Regions from separate parts of the Mus musculus genome. Here regions 2 and 3 are each linked to region 1. Evidence: chromatin contacts called from public Hi-C data. All regions are on one chromosome and are shown on one strand. The core of a region is the stretch at or near the end of the contact, and the rest is flanking DNA. Distances in the headings are between cores, read along the strand shown.

What was found. A called contact is a pair of places that touch in the nucleus more often than the background predicts.
Region 2: a Hi-C map of B cells shows a contact between it and region 1, with 6 read pairs. The contact joins the promoter of Relb here to the promoter of B9d2 in region 1. A contact is called at or near these places in 1 of 39 promoter capture datasets (cranial neural crest) and 1 of 484 Hi-C or Micro-C datasets (B cells).
Region 3: a contact with region 1 is called in a Hi-C map of B cells, with 5 read pairs. The contact joins the promoter of Arhgap35 here to the promoter of B9d2 in region 1. A contact is called at or near these places in 2 of 484 Hi-C or Micro-C datasets (B cells and embryonic stem cells).

The regions. Positions count from the first base shown.
Region 1 is chr7:25,678,561-25,682,500 of GRCm38.p6, reverse strand. B9d2 (B9 protein domain 2) reads right to left here and starts at 1,721. Exons shown (of 4, transcript NM_001362154.1): 1 at 1,523-1,721; 2 at 1,027-1,118. The coding sequence starts at 1,114. It also overlaps a transcript of Tmem91 not described here.
Region 2 is chr7:19,626,652-19,630,877 of GRCm38.p6, reverse strand. It overlaps Relb (avian reticuloendotheliosis viral (v-rel) oncogene related B), which reads left to right and starts at 1,440. Exons shown (of 12, transcript NM_009046.2): 1 at 1,440-1,687; 2 at 2,908-2,955. The coding sequence starts at 1,636.
Region 3 is chr7:16,612,461-16,616,257 of GRCm38.p6, reverse strand. It overlaps Arhgap35 (Rho GTPase activating protein 35), which reads left to right and starts at 1,265. Exons shown (of 7, transcript NM_172739.4): 1 at 1,265-1,786. It overlaps Gm29443 (predicted gene 29443), which reads right to left and starts at 2,434. Exons shown (of 3, transcript NR_136928.1): 1 at 2,306-2,434.

The DNA of each region.
Region 1 (3,940 bases), core at 472-2,971:
TCTTAAGACAAGGTCTCATATAGCCAAGGCTAGCCTCAAACCTCTGTCGTAGCTAAGGATGACCTACGCTCCCCGGGTGACGAGATCCCCAGCATTTTCCTTCCTCTATGCACCCCACATTCAGAAGCCTCCGTCAAAGACCAAGAAGAGACTGGGCACCATCTGCGAGCACATCACAACCCCAGTGAGGAGCAAGGAGAAGCAGTGCCCACATACTGAGCACTACACCCCAGATGCTCTGCTAAACGCTCTGGGCAATGCCTTCACCTTATCTGCTCTCTGGGATTCTAACTGCCCCCTCCCAACACACACACACACACACACACACACACACACACACACACACACACACACGAAGCTTTCAGACTCCTCACTGTTGCCACGAAGGCCCATGTGTGACCTGGATCCTGTCACTCATCTGCCACTGCCGCTCCCCACCCTCAAGCCTCACTGGTCCCATCCTGTTCCCTTGCCTCAAGGCCTTGGCAGCGGCTGTTCCTTTTGCCCTGAAACGTCTGCTACTGGGTGCCCATTTCCGGCTGTTTTCCTCCTGCCCCCCAATTCAAGTGCCACTTGCACAGAAAGGCTTTCTCTGATCTCAGACCTCCACATCCCAAATCAGCCCCCAGCACATCACTTTCTTTTTTTCCCTAGAACTTACAATAATCTTGTATATATTTTGTGCTCTTTTCTTTGAGACAGGGCCCCAAACTTGTAATAGAAGGCTTCCTAGGTGCTGGAATTACAGATATGCATAAGCACACCTAGTTTGTCTACTGGCCTGAGGACAGGAAGTGTGTGTGTGTGTGTGTGTGTGTGTGTGTGTGTGTGCGCGCGTGTTTTCTATGTCACAGCCCCATATGCTTAGGGGCTATGTTTTCCGATGGTGAGATAACATGAAAGACAAGGATAAAGAGAAGCAAACAGTATGAGTTCATTGGAGAATCGAGGAAGGAACATGGAGACTTAGGCTAGGGGAGGGAGCTGGGTATTGTTTGGGAGATGAACAAGGTGTGAGGAGGATACCTGTGTGGATGCCCCACTTGCAAAAGAGGCTGCTTTCCGAGAAACCGGTGGCCCCTATGATCTGCCCGATCACGTGCACTTCAGCCATGGCTCTAGGAAAGGAAAAATTCAATCACAACCCTGTGAGGTAACTGTATTATTTCCATCTGACAGCTGGGAAAACTGAAGCCTATCACATAAAGAACAGCACTGTGATTCTAAGCTAGTTCCACCAACCCACTGACAATGTGGCCTTCATCACAGATACAAGCCACGTCCCCAGAAAAGCCCAAGAAAAATGGGGAAGTCTCCCAGAGGTGTGGGAACCTGCACCAATAAATAAACCAAGGCTCAGACGCTTAGAAAGCCCCGCCCCAGGGTTGTGGCCCCGCCCACATGTGCAAGGCCCCGCCCCTTCGCGGCAGATCAGCCAAGCTTCAAAAGGCGCATGCGTCTCGTCTCGGGTGTAGGGCCGCTTTACCCTTGCCCGTAGGCGTAGCGCATGCGTCATTCCTACCTCCGCGTACTTGACCGTTAGAAGTGAAAGCTGCCTCGGGGATGGTAGTTCACGGGCTTCTTTGCGGGCGCCGTCGAGACTAGTCTCGCTCCCCTCCCGGGCCCTTCCAGGCGGAGGGAGATCTGAGGTAGATAGATCCGCAGCCTCGCTCTCCTGGGGTGCCCCGACTGTTGCTGGGGCAACAGCAGGTTCCTCCCCTGAGCCCGCCCTGCGTGCTGATGATTGGTGCTATAGCTGCCCTCTGGGGGGCGGGGCGTAGTCGTGATGGACGCGGTCATTCGGGACTTTTTTGCGAGAATTGCATAGGTCTTGCTCCTGCGACGCCTTACGCCCCAGAGTGGGAGGCCTGGCGGGTTATCTCTATCAGCAGTTGAGGAAGTTAGAACGCCAACTGTTTCCTCTCCATATCTTCTTCACGCAATAAGCAAATCTATTGATGCTCTTTGCTTCCTCAAAACAAAACACCTTTCCTGTTCAGGATCACAGCCAGAATGGAGCCAGCCGACACTAAACGGGCACCTAAAGGGACTCCCATAGTAGTCATCTCTATGTTGTAGCTGGAGGGGAAAAAAGGACCTCCATATTCTGACACTAGAGAAATTGGGAAGTGGGTTTCTCTTCAGTTTTCAGAGCTTCCTCAGATTTCTCAAGGACTGAGAAGTCCAAGTTCTTTCTCAGAGTCACTGCAAAGTTCATTCTAGCAGCTGGTTTTGAACAAACAGGTTGGAGTAAAGATAAATGAGGAAGACGGGGCTGGAGAGATGGTGCAACAAGAGCGCTTGCCTCACTTCCAGAGAACTGGAGTTCGGTTCCCAGCATTCTGTAACTCCAGCTCCAACTCTGCCCTCTTCTGGCGTCCCAGAGGACACTTCCCACCCTCAACCCCTGCCCCGCGCACAGGTGGCATACACAAATAATAAAAATAAATCCTACAAAAGGAAGGAAGAAGCCCCTTTGGCAGGAAGTCAGGGAAGAAAGCCTCTCTCCTTTATATATATATATTTTTTTCCCAAGTCGGAAACAAATTTTAAAAATTTTATGATGAGTATTGTGGCTCATGAGAGACTGAGGCAGGAGGAATGCTGCAAATTTAAAGCCAGCCTGGGCTATTAAGTGAGTTCCAGGCCAATCCCCCTTAAACAAACAAACTAAAACTAAAACAAGAACTTAAGTCGTGTGTGTGTGTGTGTGTGTGTGTGTGGTGTGTTCAGGTGTATGGGTGGTTGTTTGTATGGTGCATATGTAGAGGCCAGAAGATAGCTCGTCTGTGTGGTGTGTGTGTGTGTGTGTGTGTGTGTGTGTGTGTGTGTGTGGTGTGTTCAGGTGTATGGGTGGTTGTTTGTATGGTGCATATGTAGAGGCCAGAAGCTAGCTCACCAACCTCCAAGGTTGTCCCTAGAAGCTATCCACTTTTTTTTCCTTCCAATTTTCAGGATATGTGTTACCAACACTAACACCACTGTTTTTGTGTGCTTGCTTTTTAAACATCTGTTGTTTGCACTGGTGTTTTTCACGTATATCTGAGCACCAGGTGCATGCAGTGCCTGCCAAGGCTACAGGAGAGTATCTGGCGTTCTGGAGAGTGCATTGCAGGCAGTAGTGACCACCCAGGACACACGGTAAGAATGGAACTTGAGACCTATGCGAGAGCACACTATGCTCTTGCCAACTGAGCCATTTCTCCAGGCCATACAGTATTTGTTGTATTGACTTATTTAATTCAGTAATTCTGTCATGCAGGCTCATCCACATTGTAAGTGTGTGTCCGAATTTCCCTCCTTTGGAGTGTCACAGTGCATTCAGTGTAACTAGAGCCCACACTTTATTCAGGTATTCACTGGAAATGGGAGTCTAGAACCACGTGGTTGCCATGGTGTTCTCCATGGCAGCTGGAATAGGGCTTCACACCTTGCTTTCTTCTGCCACTGACTCATTTTAGGAACAGAAGGATCTGAACCACCTTCTTCAAGAACATCACTTTGTAAGTATTAGGTACAGAAAAGTGCACACACAGTAAGCGAACGTCTCGGTGGATTTCATAAACCGAATATACCTGATGCCCAAAGAAAACAAGGCACAGGTTATGGATAGGCTGTGTACCTGCTCACTCCTCATGGAAACATTCCAGGGAGGACAAAGAACCCCTAGGAATCAGGAAGTACGCTGGAGAGGGAGCTTGGTTGTTAAGATGTTTGCTTCTCTTCCAGAGGACCTGAGGTCACTTTGCAGCATCCATGTCCTGTGGCTTACAACTAACTATAACTCCAGACCCAGAAGAGCTAGCACAAAACTATCTCTGTGGCATACACTCAGACACACACACACACACACACACACACACACACACACACACACACAATAAAACTAAAAAACAGGTTTTTGGTTTTGGTTTGGAGACAGTTTCTTTATGAAGCCGTG
Region 2 (4,226 bases), core at 191-2,690, 6.1 Mb after region 1:
TTTGTTTTATTTTGTTGGTTTGCGTTGAGACAAGGGCCTGCTATGCAGTGGAACTCACTACTTGTCAGTGGATCTCCTGCCTCTGTCTGTCCAGAATGGGCATATTGTGGCTACAATATCTTTCTGTGTGCTGCTGAGAACACAGCCTAGAATCTCATACATGCTAGACAAGCATTCTATCACAAGCCACATCCTCAGCACTACAGTTGGAAAACCTCAAGGAAAGCAGTGATTGGTGTGTGTGTGTGTGTGACTGGCAAGCTTATTCTATGGGAGATGTCCACTCCTGGGCTTGCTTATGACACTGGAACATTTCCCTCTGGTACAAAGTGAAAAAGAATATGATTCAGTGTGAAAGTTACATGATATTCCCATTTCTATATTTATCAAATTATGTTCTAATAGAACATAGCCACATCCCTGTTTCTGGTCCTTGGCTGTTTATGTAAGATGGCACATTTGAAAATTAAGACCATTTGGTTCTCAAAGCCTGAGCCTAATGTCTTTCATTGCAAGAAAAGGTTTGCTCTAAGCTGGACGTGATGGTAGGTGCCTGGGATCCCCAGGACTCAGGCTGAAGCAGATGGATTATCATGAATTCAATGTCAACCAGAGCTACATAGCAAAACCAAAACAATGCTCTTTGCTTTGGTGTGCAACAGTAGATACCGGTGCCACATCATTCACTGCTGCAGTTTTCTGCCTCTGGAGCAAGAAGTGGGCCTGGTTTTAGTAATGCTGTACCCTAGTTTTCATTACAGGCTGCAGCATATGGCAAGTGCTTAATTATGCGTAGGTTGCTTGAATCATTGATCACACATGCTATGATAGAAGGGGAATGGAACATACAAGTTTCTATAGGTTTCTATAGGTTATAGGTGCCATATATCACCAACGGGCTGGGACTGTAGCTCAGTATTCATGAAGCCCTGGGTTCAACACTCAGTGCTGCATAGACTAGGTGGTGGTTCATGCCTGTCGTCCCAGCACTGTGGAGGGACGAATCTGAAGGATCCATGGGGGCAAAAGGATCTGCAGTTCAAGGTCATCGGTCTGGGCAAGATGAGACCCTATGTAAATTTTACTTCAAACAAATTATCAATGGCTGCTAACTTCCCACTCCTGGCTTCATTTGCCAGCCTGAAAGATAGCAGGTTCAAGCCCTCGTAGGGGAAATGGAATGCCCATTTCTCAGCTTGTTCTGTGGGTAGGGCGCAAGTGGACCCGGACGGACCTCAGTGGTCTTGGCCAAGGCAATGGGCAGCGACTCGCACCCGGACCCTGCGAAGTGCCAAGCCTTCGCTTCCCGGCCGACCCCGCCCCCGCAGTCACGTGAGCAGCGGGGGTTTTCCCATTCCCTTTGACGTGACGTCACGGAGGGGTACGAGCCAATGGGTGCGCAGGCCGGCGGCGCCGGGGAATTCCGCCGCCCCGCCCCCGCCCGCCGCCCGCTCGGCCCGGCGCCCCCCGCAGCCCCGGGCGCCGTGCGTCCAGCCCGGCCTTCGGCCCTAGCCTTGCACCGCTTGCCCGGCCGGTGATCGTCCCAGCCGACCGGGCTGTCCGACTGCCCGGCTTGCCCTCGTGTGCGCTCGCCCTGAGCTGGCCTTCGGGCTGTCGGTCCCTACGGGCCGGGCCATGCCGAGTCGCCGCGCTGCCAGAGAGTCCGCGCCCGAGCTAGGGGCCTTGGGTAAGCAGAGTGGAACCTCTGGGGCGGGGCTCGGGCTCGGGGAGTTCGGGGCGCTCGGAGTCATCTGCGGGTTTCCGCAGGATTCGCGCTTCGGTGCGGAGAGTACAAGGGTGGCGGGGACACTGCGCGAGGGATAAGGCAGAAGGTAGAGGATGGTGAAGGGTCTTGCCGGGGAGATACAGGCTAGGCGTCCCGCTAAGGAGTGAGAAGGGGGCGGGGCCTGAGCCTGAGGCAAAGAAGGGGGCGGGCCGGGCGGCGGTCGAGAGGAGGGGCGGGGCATAACTCTGAAGGGGAGGAGCCATACACACAGGGGCGGGGCAAACTCAGAGGAGGCTTCTGGTTTACAGAGTGGGTGAGGCTGCTCTTAGGAGTAAGGGGCGGAGCCTAATTCGAGGAAGTGGCTTTATTCTCTCCAAACAAGGGGGACCCTTCTCCCGCAAGGCTTAGGCCTTTAGAGGCAAAGAAAGAGGCGGGGCCCAGCTTCAAGATTTAAGGAGGAGCGGTGCCTGACCTCGAGGAGGAGGATCCAGGACTGTGCTTGACAGGAAATAGGGGCGGGGTCAGGCTCCAAGAGCAAGAAGAGGTGTGTGGCTCAGTGAGTGGGCGGGACTTACCCTTGGGTTGGGGTGGGGGAAAGTGGGGCGTAGTGGCAGGTCTAGGGAAAGGGCAGGGCCTGTTTAGAAAACGAAGGGCGGGGCCTGACGATGGGATTGAAAAGGGGCGGGGCCTGCAGCGAGATGGGGGAGAGGAAAGTTCTCCAGTGACGAAGTATTGGGGCTCGGATTTCGCCCTGAGGGAAGAACGGAGACGGGGGTTTTCCTGAGGCATCAGGAGTCCTCCAAGTCCCACCTTAATGGGGAAAGTAGCGGATATTGAGTGATGATTGGCGGAGTCAAAGGCAGAAACGAAAAGCCAGAACTTTTTTCAAGAGTTAGAGAAGAGCCGGTTGTGGTGGCGCACTTGGGAGGCAGAGGCAGGCGGATTTCTGAGTTCGAGGCCAGCCTGGTCTACAAAGTGAGTTCCAGGACAGCTCAGGGCTATACAGAAAAACACTGTCTCGAAAAACCAAGAAAAAAAAAAAGGAGTTAGAGAAGGCTGGCCTGCACCTGAGCTCGGTAAGGAGGAGGGACTTTATTCAAGGGACCAAGCCAGAGAGAGGAGCAGGCTCATCAGAGTCTCTGGTCCTGCATTGTTTGTTAATCCAGGTCTCCATCTCACAGGTTCCAGTGACCTCTCTTCCCTGTCACTAACGGTCTCCAGGACCACAGGTGAGCAACCCCCACAGCCCCTGCCCACCTGCTTGTAGGAAATGGGATTGGAGGAGCCCCCGTGGAGAGGGAATGAGTGTACCCACTTTGCAAGCTTTGTCTGTTGGTACTCTGTCTGTACTCCACCCCCACATTTCTCTGGCAATAGCCAGGTAGTCCTGGCTCACTATAAAAGGGGCTGATGCATCCCCTCCATCTTGCTCCCTTGCTCCCCTCTCTCCCCATTCCCTTTCCCCTTCTCTCCACGTGGTCATGGCTGGCCTCTACTTCTCTACTTCTCTCTGCCTTTCTCTGCTTCTACTACTCTCTTTTTTGTTTGTTTTGTTTTTCGAGACAGGGTTTCTCTGTGTAGCCCTGGCTGTCCTGGAACTCACTTTGTAGACCAGGCTGGCCTCAAACTCAGAAATCCGCCTGCCTCTGTCTCCCAAGTGCTGGGGTTAAAGGCGAGCGCCACCACGCCCGGCTTCTACTACTCTCTTAACTCCCCTCCCCATGCCCTAAATAAACTCTGTTCTATACTATACCGACCTTCAACCTTCGAGTGGCTGGTCCCTCAGGGAAGGGATGCCTTGGCATGGGCCCACGGAGGCACCCCCTTCCCCCATACCTCACCACACACCTTAAAACATATATTAGTACCCCTTTTTCATTTTATAATCACAGCGTTGTCTCTCCCTGTTTTATTCCTTACGTGCCCATATTGTCAAGACTGTTAGAAGCTTGTATAGTTCTATTTGCTGACCCCCTAAGTAAAGGCTCTTTTAGATGTTCTCCATCATCCATTATTTTGGGCCTTGGAACTGAATTTCAGACATGATGTTACCACCCCCTCACGTGATTTCCCTAAAACTACCTCAGTTTTATTCATCTGTTTCATACCCATTTGTTCCTTTTTGGAGATAGAGAAAGTTAAATGAGTTGATGCTTACAAATTCATAGCCTTCCAGTTCATAGTAGCTGTTAGTGGCATAGTCATGATAATAAGAGTAATAATAGCAGTTAGTTAGACTATCATAGTTCTCAGACCATGTCCATTTAAATTATCTAGACCCTTGGTGAAGCAGGGAGAGGGAGCAGGCAGTGATGGTCTATTCCTTTATACTCAGGCAGATCTCTGTGAGGCCAGCCTGGTCTACATAGTGAGGCAGGCAGATCTCAGTGAGGTCAGCCAGGGCTACATAGTGAGTTCCAGGACAGCCAGGTCTACAGGAAGAGACCCTGCCTCAACAACAACAACTATTGCCAGTAAAAGCAGTACATGCCTATACTGT
Region 3 (3,797 bases), core at 16-2,515, 9.1 Mb after region 1:
CCTTTACACCCCACCCTCATTTAGAGACACAGTAGTTCCCTCTTAACTCCCCTGTTGCTTTCTGATGTTTCAGTTACCGGTGGCTAGGAGGGTCACATCCACATTTCTCTTATTACAGCGTAATATATATTCATCGTTTTTCTATTGTTGTGGGTAATCCTCTGCTAAGAGTAATCCATCAGCTATTATAGATATTAATGTATAAGGGAGATCGCCCATATTTTACTGGGTTCTAGTAGTTCGAGGATTCCCACCATGAATCGTGGCCATAGGGCCTATTATACCTCATTCGATTCTCCAAGCGACCCTTTGGAGTTCAGTATTGTTATCCCACTTTACAGATGAAAAGCCTGGAAAGAAGTGCAAGGCTGGATCGGAAACACGTGCTTCCTTCAGGCATTCCACACTCTGTGAGGCGCCGGGAAAGCCTGTCTTTCACAATCCATCCTTCCGGAGGGCTCCCAGAGGAATACAGAGTTAGAGGGGAGCCCTCTTACATCACCATTCCCCCTGCAAGCACCCAAAGTGACATGTGGTTTGCTGTCATTTGCCCGATGCTGACTTGGGAGACTAGGGCTGCAATGCAGGGCCTGTCCTTCCTCTGCCCGAGACCAAGCACTGGGAGAAATCACCAGTAACTTGTATCAACGCGCCTGGCCCACAGGTTTTTCTTCAGCGCCCGGGAAAGAGCACGTGCCCCCTGTCCCCGCCCACTCTTTTGGGCTGGCCAACGGCGAGCCTGGGTTGGGCTGTGAAGGACCACGCCCCCTTCCCTCGCCCAATTGGTTCACTCGCTGGGTACGCTCCCTCCTTCACAGCCCCGCCTCGCCACCCCACGTTACGTCTGTCCCCCCAACCCCCTCCGTTATCCCGAAGCTGCGGCTCCAGGAGGCGAACCCACCTCCCTCTGCCTTCCATTGGTTAGTGAGGTCCCGCGCGAGCGGGATGGAGCCCTAAGTCCCCGCCCTCACGAGCCGGGCCAAGCCTCTCAGAGATGGCTTTCTCTTGGAGCCGGCGCGGTGTGGGGAGGGGCGGCGGGTACTGCAGCCTGGAACGCGCGACGCCGTGCGCGCCCCCCTTGCGGGCTCCTCCCTCCCTTCGGTGGCTTCGCAGGCTGCAGCCGTCTCTGCGCACGCGCACTCAGCCCACCCCGCGCCCTCCTGTGCCAGTTCGCGGGTGTCCGTCCTCGCGCTGTGTAAATCTGGCGCCGCAGCCGCTGAGGTAGCGGCGTTTTCCTCAGGCGCGCACGCGCACTCGCGCCCTCGGTGTCCGCGCGTGCCTGTCCTCCCGGCCTACGGTCCTCGCGGTGCGCTCGGCCCACAGGGCCGTTATCCACTTCCCAACCCCAGCCCCAGCATCTCTCGCCCCTCAGAAACGCACGCGCACTTGCGAGAGGGTCTCCAGTACGCGCACGGCCGCGGCGGCCGCAGGAAGGAGGCGACAACGCCGCTGCCGCCGCCGCCGCCGCCGCCGCCATTGCGCGGGAGGGAGGGAACGAGCGAGCGAGCGAGGCTGGTCCGCCCTCCCCCTGGTTCCCGCCCCTCCCCCCTTCCCCTCCCCGCCCCCCGCCCCGAGGGAGAGCCGCGGCGCGGCGGGAGGAGGAGGTGGAGGAGGCGGAGGAGGGAGCCCGCGAGGGAGGGTCCGCCCGGCCCCCCGCCGCCGGAGCCGCCACCGCCGCCTCAGCCGCCTCAGGAACGAGTCGCTAGGGGAACATGGCGCCGGGCCCGCCGTCGCTGCGGCTGGGATCGCGGAGGCCGGGGCCGCGCTGAGTGCGCCCCCGAGACTGGTAAGTGTCTCGTAGCTGGCGGAGGGGAATGTGGGGACGGGCGAGGCGCCGGGCGCCGCCCCGCTGCGGGATCCAAGGGTGGGGGGAAAGGCGGGGACCGCGGGGCCCGGAGCCCGCGAACAATGGAGGAGCCGGAGGGGGAGGGGTGGGAGCGCCCCCCCCAGCGCCCCGCGGTCCCCGCGTCCCGGCCGCTGCATGCCCGGGCCCGGCCCGCGCGGCCCGCCTTGCCCTTCCTATTCGCTAGTGTCCCCGCAGCCCTGCAATCCCGGCGTCTGCCTCCACACACGCCCCACCAAACCCGGTGAAGGATCTCGGTGTCTCTCAGCCTCCACTCGAGATACCCGACTCCCAATTCTGAGCCGTCTTCTTTCCCACTTCCTCCCCCACCCCGACCCCCAGTCATACCTACTTCGCCACCTCCTGGAGTCGGCTGTGCTCCTGGGACAGTCTACCTCCTCATTGACCCCTCAGTATCCCCTCTGACGCTCACTTTGAATATCCGTGGCCCTTCTACCTTACCTGTTTTCTGCTAGCATCACTTTTGGGAGGAAATCCCCATTCTCCTTCTTTGGCCTATTTACTGTTATTATCCCTGCGGTAGAACATCTTGCATCCCCAGGAGCTGTCCCTTTAGGACCTGCGGTTCCACCTCCGTGGAGATCCGTATTGGTCTGTTGATACAGGCACTGCTCTACTGCCCTCCCGGTCTTGGCTTTGGACATAATTCCTCCTTGTATTTGGGCCCAACTGCCCCATATTTTGCCGGGTCGCAACACTGAACCTTCTGCACCTCCTAGGATGTCCCTAAGCTCCTTCTCCTACGGTTCTCAGATTCTGATGCGCCTTGCTCGCTTCCTTCCCTTCTCAGTGCTTGCTCCCATTTTGCCATTCAGACCCTGTCCTCTTTTCCAGACCCTTCTGCCTGCCAACTCTGCCCCTGTGCAGGCGCTCTGATCTTGCATGCACTCCCCTGTGGTGCCTGGCTTTTTGCCCTCTTCTTTTTACCCCCTTTTCTGTCCCTTAGGGTGTCTCATTTTTGCCATTTCCTTTAGCAGACCTCTGCCCTAACCCTGACTACTCAGTTGTACTCTCTCTGCACCTCTATTCTCGTTGAGTTTCCTCTCTTTCCCACCTTTATTTCAATGCCCCTCTGCTCTGCTTCATTCATTTGCTCTCTCTCCCCACAAACCCATCACCAGTAAGTTCATCTACACCTAGGACTTGCTGCCTATGTCTTCCTTGCTCCTGGTGTTTCTCTGCACTTTAGATGACTCTGACCCTGATCCTTCACACGCTGCCCATTCTGCCCTTTTCTTCTACCGGCTTTTCCCCTTCATTCTCTTTATTTGGTGCTCTTTCCTCTCTTTTGGAGCTGTCCATTTGTCTACATAGTTTTGAATCGTCTTGAACTTTACTGTTGCTGTCCCTGTCAAAGTGATCATCTTCAACACCAGTCTCCTTGTGTTCTATGTTTGGTCCTTCTTAATTCTAAGTCCTCCATCCCCCCCATTCAGCCTTTCACTGGATTTTTTTTTTGTTCATTCTCCGATCCTGTCTTGTTCTGCCTCCACCTCCTTTTAAGTCCTTTTCCTTAGTTCTAACCTGAAGGTATCATTCCTTTCTTATTATCCCCGTCTCCCCTTTCTTGGAGTCTACAAATTCTTGTTTAGATGTTCATTTTCTTTTGATACCCGTTTCTCAGTTCCTTTCCTCTTTTGCTTCTTGCCTTTCTCCCTCGTGGCTTTCTGCCTTTTTCCTCAACCCTGTCAGGCTCCCTTTCTAATACTTAACTCACATCACACCTGCTTCTCAGGGTTTCCCACCCACCACCAACAAGTTCTCCATTGAGGACACCCCTGTCCTATACATCTCTCAGCATTTTCCAGGATAGACTGAGCCGAGGTACTCTAGGCACTGATCCAGGCTGCAGATTCTCTGTGAGTCCTGAGTGTTTTGAATTTTATCCTCCAAAGTCCTCCTGAGATCTGTTACAGAGGTAGGGATTGATTGG